Regions from separate parts of the Sus scrofa genome. Here region 1 is linked to region 2. The links are chromatin contacts, called in public Hi-C maps. All regions are on one chromosome and are shown on one strand. The core of a region is the stretch at or near the end of the contact, and the rest is flanking DNA. Distances in the headings are between cores, read along the strand shown.

The links. Hi-C and Micro-C count contacts between places; a contact is called where the count stands out from the background.
Region 1: a contact with region 2 is called in a Hi-C map of skeletal muscle, with 3 times the contacts expected there. The contact joins two enhancer-like sites. A contact is called at or near these places in 6 of 47 Hi-C or Micro-C datasets (embryonic fibroblasts, mesenteric adipose tissue, retroperitoneal adipose tissue and 2 more).

The regions. Positions count from the first base shown.
Region 1 is chr18:19,344,295-19,348,417 of Sscrofa11.1, forward strand. The region is part of intron 1 of AHCYL2 (adenosylhomocysteinase 3); the gene reads right to left. Among named protein-coding and RNA genes, the nearest start is that of STRIP2, 91 kb to the left of the region's middle. Within about 2 kb of position 1,662, at least 1 of the 83 cell types and tissues checked has an H3K27ac peak or open chromatin away from gene starts, as enhancers often do. A contact at or near this core is called in skeletal muscle, where this site is marked.
Region 2 is chr18:18,772,606-18,776,596 of Sscrofa11.1, forward strand. No RefSeq gene overlaps it. Among named protein-coding and RNA genes, the nearest start is that of ZC3HC1, 34 kb to the left of the region's middle. Within about 2 kb of position 2,261, at least 8 of the 83 cell types and tissues checked have an H3K27ac peak or open chromatin away from gene starts, as enhancers often do. A contact at or near this core is called in skeletal muscle, where this site is marked.

The DNA of each region.
Region 1 (4,123 bases), core at 412-2,911, 570 kb after region 2:
ATTTGGGTTATTTCTACCTTTTGGCTATTGGGAATAGTGCTGCTATGAACATGGGTGTACAAATATCTGTTCAAGGCTCTACTTTCAATTCTTCTGAGTATATACCCAGAAGTGGAATTGCTGGATCATATGGTAATTTCTGTTTAATTTTCTGAGTAACTACCTACTGTTTCTACAGAAGCTGCACCATTTTACATACCCATCAGTAAGGCACAAGAGTTCCACTTGGAGAAACTGGAACCTTTGTACACGGCCAAGCACATTTTTATGCTAATTGGCCATTTGGATATCCTCTTATGTGAAGTGGCCTTTCAAGTATTTTGCCTATTTTTCCATTGGGTTGTTAGTCTTTCTCTTATTAGTCTGTATAAGTTCTTTATATATTCTGGTTATGAGTACTCTGCAAACATCTTCCACTCTATGGCTTGTTTTTACACTCAGTGTTGTCATTTTTAAAACTTTTAATCTTTAAATAATTATAGACAGAAAAAAAATGTGTAAAATAGTGTAGCATTCCCATATACACTTTACCCAAGTCCCTCTAATGTTAACATCCTATAAAGCCAATTATCAAAATTAATAAATTAACACTGGTATAATACTATGAACTAAATTACAGACTTTATTTGGATTTCAAACATTTCTCCACTAATGCCCTTTTTTTTGGTCTGAGACCCAATCCAGGACCCCACACTGCATTTAGTTGTCACGTCTCCTTAGTCTCATCCAATCTGTTATAGTTCCTCAGTCTTTCATGGTAGTTGACTGAATCCTGAAATAAAGCTAAGTACTGATCAGATTTAAATCAAAACCAAAACAAAACACCTTTATATTATCTGTTCATCTTTTTTTTTTTTTTTTTTTTAGGGCTGCACTTGCAGCATATGGAAGCTCCCAGACTAGGGGGTCAAACTGGAGCTGTAGCCACCGGCCTACGACACAGCCATAGCAACGCCAGGTCTGAGCCACATCTGCCACCTACACCACAACTCACAGCAACATCAGATCCTTAACCCACTGAACAAGGTCAGTGATGGAACCCACATCCTCATGGATACTAGTCAGGTTTGTTACCTCTGAGCCACAACAGGAACTCCCTTAGAGACATTACTAACCCAAAGTCTTACAGTACTCCTTTTCCTCACCGATTTTATTTGGAACGTGATACTTTCTTTTGTTTATGACTTTTAATAAATTTAGGGGGTTAAGTACCTTAAGTGTTCAGAGGCCCTCTCTTCTTAACATGAACTAAATGTCTATATTTCCAGCTCCTGGGAGTTCCCGTTGTGGCTCAGTGGTTAATGAATCCAACTAGGAACCATGAGGTTGCGGTTCAATCCCTGGCCTTACTCAGTGGGTTAAGGATCCTGCGTTGCTGTGAGCTGTGGTGTAGGCCAGCAGCTACAGCTCTGATTGGACCTCTAGTCTGGGAACCTCCATATGCTGCTGGTGTGGCCCTAAAATGCAAAAAAAAAAAAAAAAAAAAAAAAAGGCCAGCAACTGAAGTTTAAGAAGCTGCCACCAGAAAAGTAAGAGGAAAATCCAAAGAGAATGGTGATATCAGGAAAGGAGATTATTTCAAGAAGGAAAGAGTGGTCGGCTATTTCGAACACTGCTGAGAAGTTTAGTAAGATGACAGCTGAAAATAGTTCACAGGACTTGGCAGCATGGAGGTTTTGGTGACTTGAGAGAGTAATGGGAGTGAAAGCAGGATTCAGGAAAACTAAAGAATGACAGGGAGGTTAAGCAGGAGAGACAGTTTGAATAGACATATCTTTTGAAAACCTGGGCTGTGAAGCAGAGCAGAGAAATATGGAAATAACTAAAGAGGGATTACAAGTCAAAGGAAGTTGTGTGTGTGTAAATGTGAGTGCATTTAGAAGTGTAAATAAGAGAGGTAAGTAGGGCTGCTAGATAAAATTTAAGACATTTGGTTATATTTGAATTTCAGATAAACAACAGATACTTTTTCAGCCTAAGTGTGTCCCAAATGTTGCATGGGACTATGTGTTGTTATCCGAATTTCAAATTTAACTGTACATTGTATTACTGTTTCTGTCAAGTTTAACAACTTTAGGGGTAAATCAAGAAGAAAAGTCTCCTGAGAAGAAAGAATGGGATCCAGGGCACAAGTGGAGAAGCTATTGTTGGTTAGGATTAGGAATACTTTTTTCTTTGTTATAGAAAGAAAAAAGAAGGAACAGATACAGCAGTTTACGGATGATGGTAATAAGATGAGGGAACCCACATCCAAGAGGTTCCCTCCTCCCTCACCAACGAGTTATGACATAATATCAATTAAAGTAGGTGGGGAGGAAGGGATGTAGGAAAACTGAGACGCATTAAGAGACAACTGGTTTAGAGTAATTTAAAAACACACAACTAGCAGCAACTGAAAGTTTCTAAGTAGGGTAGTAATATCTCTGCAGAATGCTATGATAAAAATATAAAGGAAGATGCATTCAAATGACAATGGGGCTGAAAAATGAGAGCAACTTTAAGGTCAACCTTAAAGATGCTTAAAGTCTGGATTTCCATATTACTACTATATGAATGAAAAAGAAACAAATTTGAGAAATTACATAAAGGAAGAACTAGCAAGATCTAGATAAAGATCTGGATGCAGAGTTGAAGGAAAGAAATGTTCCTATAATATATATATGAGAAGCCATTTTCAACATAGTACATTCAAATTCCATGCATTCAGCAACTTACATCATTGCTGCTTTTACGTTTGTGGAAATAACTACTATGATTATTTTCCCTTACCTGACTCGATTTTCTGCCAGGAAAGTTTTTTTTTTTTTTTTTTTTCCACACCTGCGTGGTCACGGCAGCATTGTTACAGCAGTTGCAACACCAAATCCTTAACCATTAGGCCACCAGGGAACTCCCCCCTTTTTTTCCCCCAAAAGTGCTAATCACTTTCCAAAATTCTTTTTCTTTTACCCTTCCCCATGAAAGTCAAATAGAGAATATTTTGATGAGTTTCAAAGCAAATCAATCAGGCATAACTGTGATTAGGAAGCAGATCTTTTTACATCCAAGACTAGGATATAATATAGTTAAGAAGCAAATATTTGCCTAGAATCTGAACATTAAAGAAAACTTACTAAGGAGACTGCCTGCCACCATCCTCCACATAACAAATAAAGCACTGCCTAGCAGCCAATTTTTAGAAGTTGAGTTGATGACTAATGTCTGTAAGATAAAGTCTTTGAAGGAAAGAATATATAAAATACAGTAGATTCTCACTATTCACTGTTATATTTTTTATTTAATTTTTATTTTATATTATAGTTTACATAGTTATATTCTAATAAAGTTTGACAAACACTGAAATAAAGGGTGCAGAGGTTTACTCCTCTGAAATAAAAGGTTAGGCTCCTAGGAGTCTCTGATTTCATTTTTGTTGTTGTTCTTTTGCTTTTGGTCGCACCGTTGGCGTATGAAAGTTGCTAGGCCAGGGATCCAACCTGTGCTGCCTCAGAGACAATACCAGATCCTTAACCTACTGCACCATAGCACAAACTCCTCTGATCACATTTTTGTCAAATTAGCAATGGATAACTTGTTTTATGTATGTTGTATGTTTCTATTTAAAAGCACCTTACTTGGAGTTGCCCAGTGGCCTAGCGATCAAGGATCCAGCATTGTCACTGCTGTGGCTCGGGTTCAATCCCTGGCCAAGGAACTTCCACATGCCTACCGCATGCCAAGAAAACAAACAAACCAAAAAACCCCCACCTTATTTTATTTAACATATACTGTTGATTCATTAACATTGAACTCACAGCCAATGTTGTTGAATGAAACTCACCTAACACAAATTTTTTTTGGGGGGGGGTCATGCCTGCAGCATGTAGAAGTTCCCAGGCCAGGGATCAAACCCAAACCCAAGCCACAGCAGCAACGATGCTGGATCCTTCACCCACTGAGCAACCAGGGAATTCCTATGAGAGTTTATTTTTTATTTTATTTATTTTATTTTTGTGGCCACACCTGTGGCATATGGAAGTTCCAGACTAGGGGTTGAATCAGAGCTGTAGCTGCCAGCCTACACTATAGCCACAGCAATGCCAGACCCAAGATGCATCTGCCAGACATATGCCACAGCTTTCAG
Region 2 (3,991 bases), core at 1,011-3,510:
GCATCTGGAGGCCAGCGGGCGGGAGAGGGAGCCCAGGTCACACCGTGGGTGTTGTGGCTGTGCCAGGCCAGAAATGCTGGGGTCCCCTGCTTGGGCCTCTTCCACTACAGCGCCACGGACTGACAGCAGAAGAGGCAGCGACGTGGTGGGTAGGAGCACTGCGGCTCCAGATCCGGCAGCCTGGGTTCAAATCCTGGATTTCCAGGTTACTCGCTGTGTGCTTCTGAGCCAGCAACTCCATGTCTCAGTTTCTTCCATCTGTGAAAAGGTGATAATGCTGGTAGTTCTGTCCTAGGGATGTTTGAGGATTAAGTGAGATACGTGAAGTGTTTAGAACAGCTGACAGGTAGTAAGTGCTCAGTAAATACTAGCTATGTTTTTAGTACCTTTTTGTAAATGGCTGCACCTGTGGCATATGCAAGTTCCCAGGCCAGGGATTGAATCTGCGTTGCAATGCCAGATCCTTTAACCCACTGAGCCAGGCCAGGGGTAGAACCTGCACCTCCACAGCCACCCCAGCTGCTGCAGTTGGATTCTTAACCCCTTGTGCCTCCTAAAAGGAGCAGGAACTCCTTCCTAGTATTATTGAAATAAGGCAGGTATGACGGTCCTAAGCTGCACACCTGGCCACTCAGCTACCATATTGGCTTCAGTTCAGTGATCTCTCTGGCCAATTTCTTCAGTTTGCCTTGTGTTTATTCCCTGAAGGAAAAGAGCATCAGGGATGGACAAGACAGGTGTTGGGGTCAGGAGGAAGAGGCACTTCCATCTCTGCACCACACTGTCCTTGCTCCGAGTAGGGACCTTTTTTAGCCCAGCAGCCTCTGTGACATCATCAGACAATGCAGGTGCTGGTGACTCAACTCCAAGCCCAGCTCTAGAAGCATCCGGAAGCATCTGGGGCAAGAAGACATAGACCAAGAAAACCACATTCCTGCCGATCTTCTCGGGTCCTGGCTCTGAGCCTGGCAAGCCCACTCTCAGAAGGTGATGGTACAGTGACGACAGGAGAGTTAATTACAGTCCTCACCTGCTGGGGTGAGAATACTGGCTTGTTTGTCCAGCACAGCTTACCTGAATCATCCAGCCGGCAGCCACCTGGGCCTGGAGCTGGACCAGCAGGCTGCCAGGAGGCTGGAACATCTTCTGCCTGCTGCACTCACGAGTGCCAGCACTTTCTGCTGCTTCTCCCTTCAGAAAGCAAGACAAAGCAGTTTGACCCCGGAGACATAGCTCCAAAGTGAGTGAAAAGCCTGGCGGGGGCTTGACAACAGGCCCAAGGCCCCAGGGCCCATTCTGGGATGAGCAGAACCAGAGCTGAGGCCTCAGAGCCTTTGGAAAACATTTCCAGGAATCAGAGGTGAAGCCAAGGAGGAAAGACTGGATGGGGCGGCAGCTTCCTCTTCCCCTCCACGCCACCCCCCACACCACTGAGCCACCTCTGCACCCCCTGGCCCCCAGGGGGCCCCAGGCAGTCTTGCCAAGCCCAGCATTCCCCAGGCCAACCCTGCAGATCAGCAGTGATATGGGTCAACTCCCACTAGCTCCATCTGGGGTTTTTCCAGAGTAAAATGAGGAAGAAAAAAGGGACTCTGTTTCACAGACACACAAAGGTAACTGCGATATAATTAGAAAACACCTTTTCAAAAAATACAGTAAATGTTGAAGGAAGGTCCTGACCGTTCTCTCTCCGACTCCATGGTGAGGGCGACCAGCAGGACGTGCCAGAGGAGAAAGGGTGAGGGCCCTTCTGCACGACCCGGAGGAAGACGTTTTCAGCCTTGAGGTGATTTCCACGGCAGGGACCATCCGTGGCCCAGCTGGGGAAGGGGGTCCTGAGGAGGAGGCCAGGTCAGCACACCTGCGGGTGGGACGGGGAGTCAGGAAACGGCCCAGAGTGCGGCTCTCCTCCAGGAAGGAGCTAAAGGGCCCCTAAAACGAAGTACCGGCCAAGAGGCCAGCTTCCCCGGGCCTGCGGGACGGAGATGGGGATGGCGCCAGGCCCGCTCCCACTGCTGTGCTGTGGCTGGGCTCCCTCACCTTGCAGCCCCCCTTTCACACACCGCCCCCCAGCAACTGGCGCCTTGGGGGTGGCACCCCTGCAGTGCAATCCAAGCCCCTGTAAAGCCTCAGCGTCTCATGTGGTCCGCGGCCCTCTGCTTTCCAGTCCGGGAAGTGAGGCTCCCTGAGGGGAGGGCGAGGCGGCAGGGAGGGGAGGACCTAGTTCTGGCCCGGCTGCCTGGAACATGACCTCAGCCTCCTGATGACTGGCTTTCCGGTTAACCTGCCAACCCAGGGCGAATCCCAGCCCCGACCTTTGCCACAGCCTTATAAAGGCTATTGGGGCCTTGCTGGGAAAGCCGAGTGGAAGCTGCATGAACTAGCCTCTCTGAACTCGCCTCAAGTTACAAGAAAGTCATGAAGGTCAACTCCAATCCGAAGACAAGGATCCCCACCTTTCAAAGAGAGAAATGTCAGACAATGTGAGCTCAGCTTTCAAACACTGCACCTGCCTTGTCAGTTTGCTCTGGACGGAGACAGTGAAGGTTGCGGCGGTAAGCAAATCCTAGAACCCAGGAATGAGAGGGAGGAGAGGCCAGCTTCCTGAAGGGAAAGGAGCACGCACGGTCTTGTGACGCGATGGGATCACCTGCGAGAGCTCACAGCCTCTAAGGAGCTCGAGGACAGAACTCAGGCTTGAATACCATCCGCTTGGTCAAGATTCGTCCAAGACGACCTACTGAATGACAGAAGATGTTTGTAAATCATAATCTGATCAGAGACTAATACCAAAAATGTATAAAGAACTCACAGCATACATACACACACAACATCCAATAACAAAATAAGCACTTCTGGGAGTTCCCCTTGTGGCTCAGCAGTAATGAGCTGTGAAGCTGGAAGTATCCGTGAGGATGCAGGTTTGATCCCTCGCCTGGCTCAGTGGCTTAAGTATCTAGCGTTGCTGTGAGCTGCAGTGTAGGTCATACATGCAGCTCGGATCCTGCTGTTGTGGCGTAGGCCGGCAGCTACAGCTTCGATTCAAGCCTGGGAACCTCCATATGCTGTATGTGCGGCCTTAAAAAGCTAAATGAATGAATAAATAAATAAAATATAGGCTTTTCCAAAGAAGACATGCAGATGGCCAACAGGTACATGGAAACATGCTCTATATCAGGGAAATGCAACCAAAACCAAGGTGAGATTATAATTTTACCCCTGTCAGAATGGCTTTCATTCAAAAAACCAAAAAAAAAAAAAAAAAAAAAAAAGGAGTTCCTGTGTGGCTCAGCGGGTTAAGAATCTGACATAGTGTCCTTGAGGATCCTGATTCAATCCCTGGCCTTACTCAGTGGGTTAAGATCCAGTTTGCGGAGTTCCCGTCGTGGCGCAGTGGTTAACAAATCCGACTAGGAACCATGAGGTCGCGGGTTTGGTCCCTGCCCTTGCTCAGTGGGTTAACGATCTGGCGTTGCCGTGAGCTGTGGTGTAGGTTGCAGACGCGGCTCGGATCCCGCGTTGCTGTGGCTCTGGCGTAGGCCGGTGGCTACAGCTCCGATTCAACCCCTAGCCTGGGAACCTCCATATGCCGCGGGAGTGGCCCAAGAACCAAGAGATAGCAACAATAACAACAACAACAACAACAACAACAAAAGACAAAAAAAAAAAAAAAAAAAAAAAAGATCCAGTTTGCCTCAAGCTTCAGCATAGGCCTGCAGCTACAGCCCTGATTCTACCCGTAGCCCAGGAACTTTCATGTACCGTGGGAAGAAAACAAAAAAAAATCTACAAATAATAAGTGTTGGAGAGGGTGTAGAGAAAAAGGAACCCTCCTGTATGTTGGTAGGAATGTAAATTGGTGCAGTCACTATGGAAAATATGGGAAATCATATAGAGATTCCTCAAAAAATTTAAAATAGGATTACTGTATGATCCAGCAGTTCCACTTTTGGGTATTTATCCAAAGAAAGCAAAAACATATATATACAGT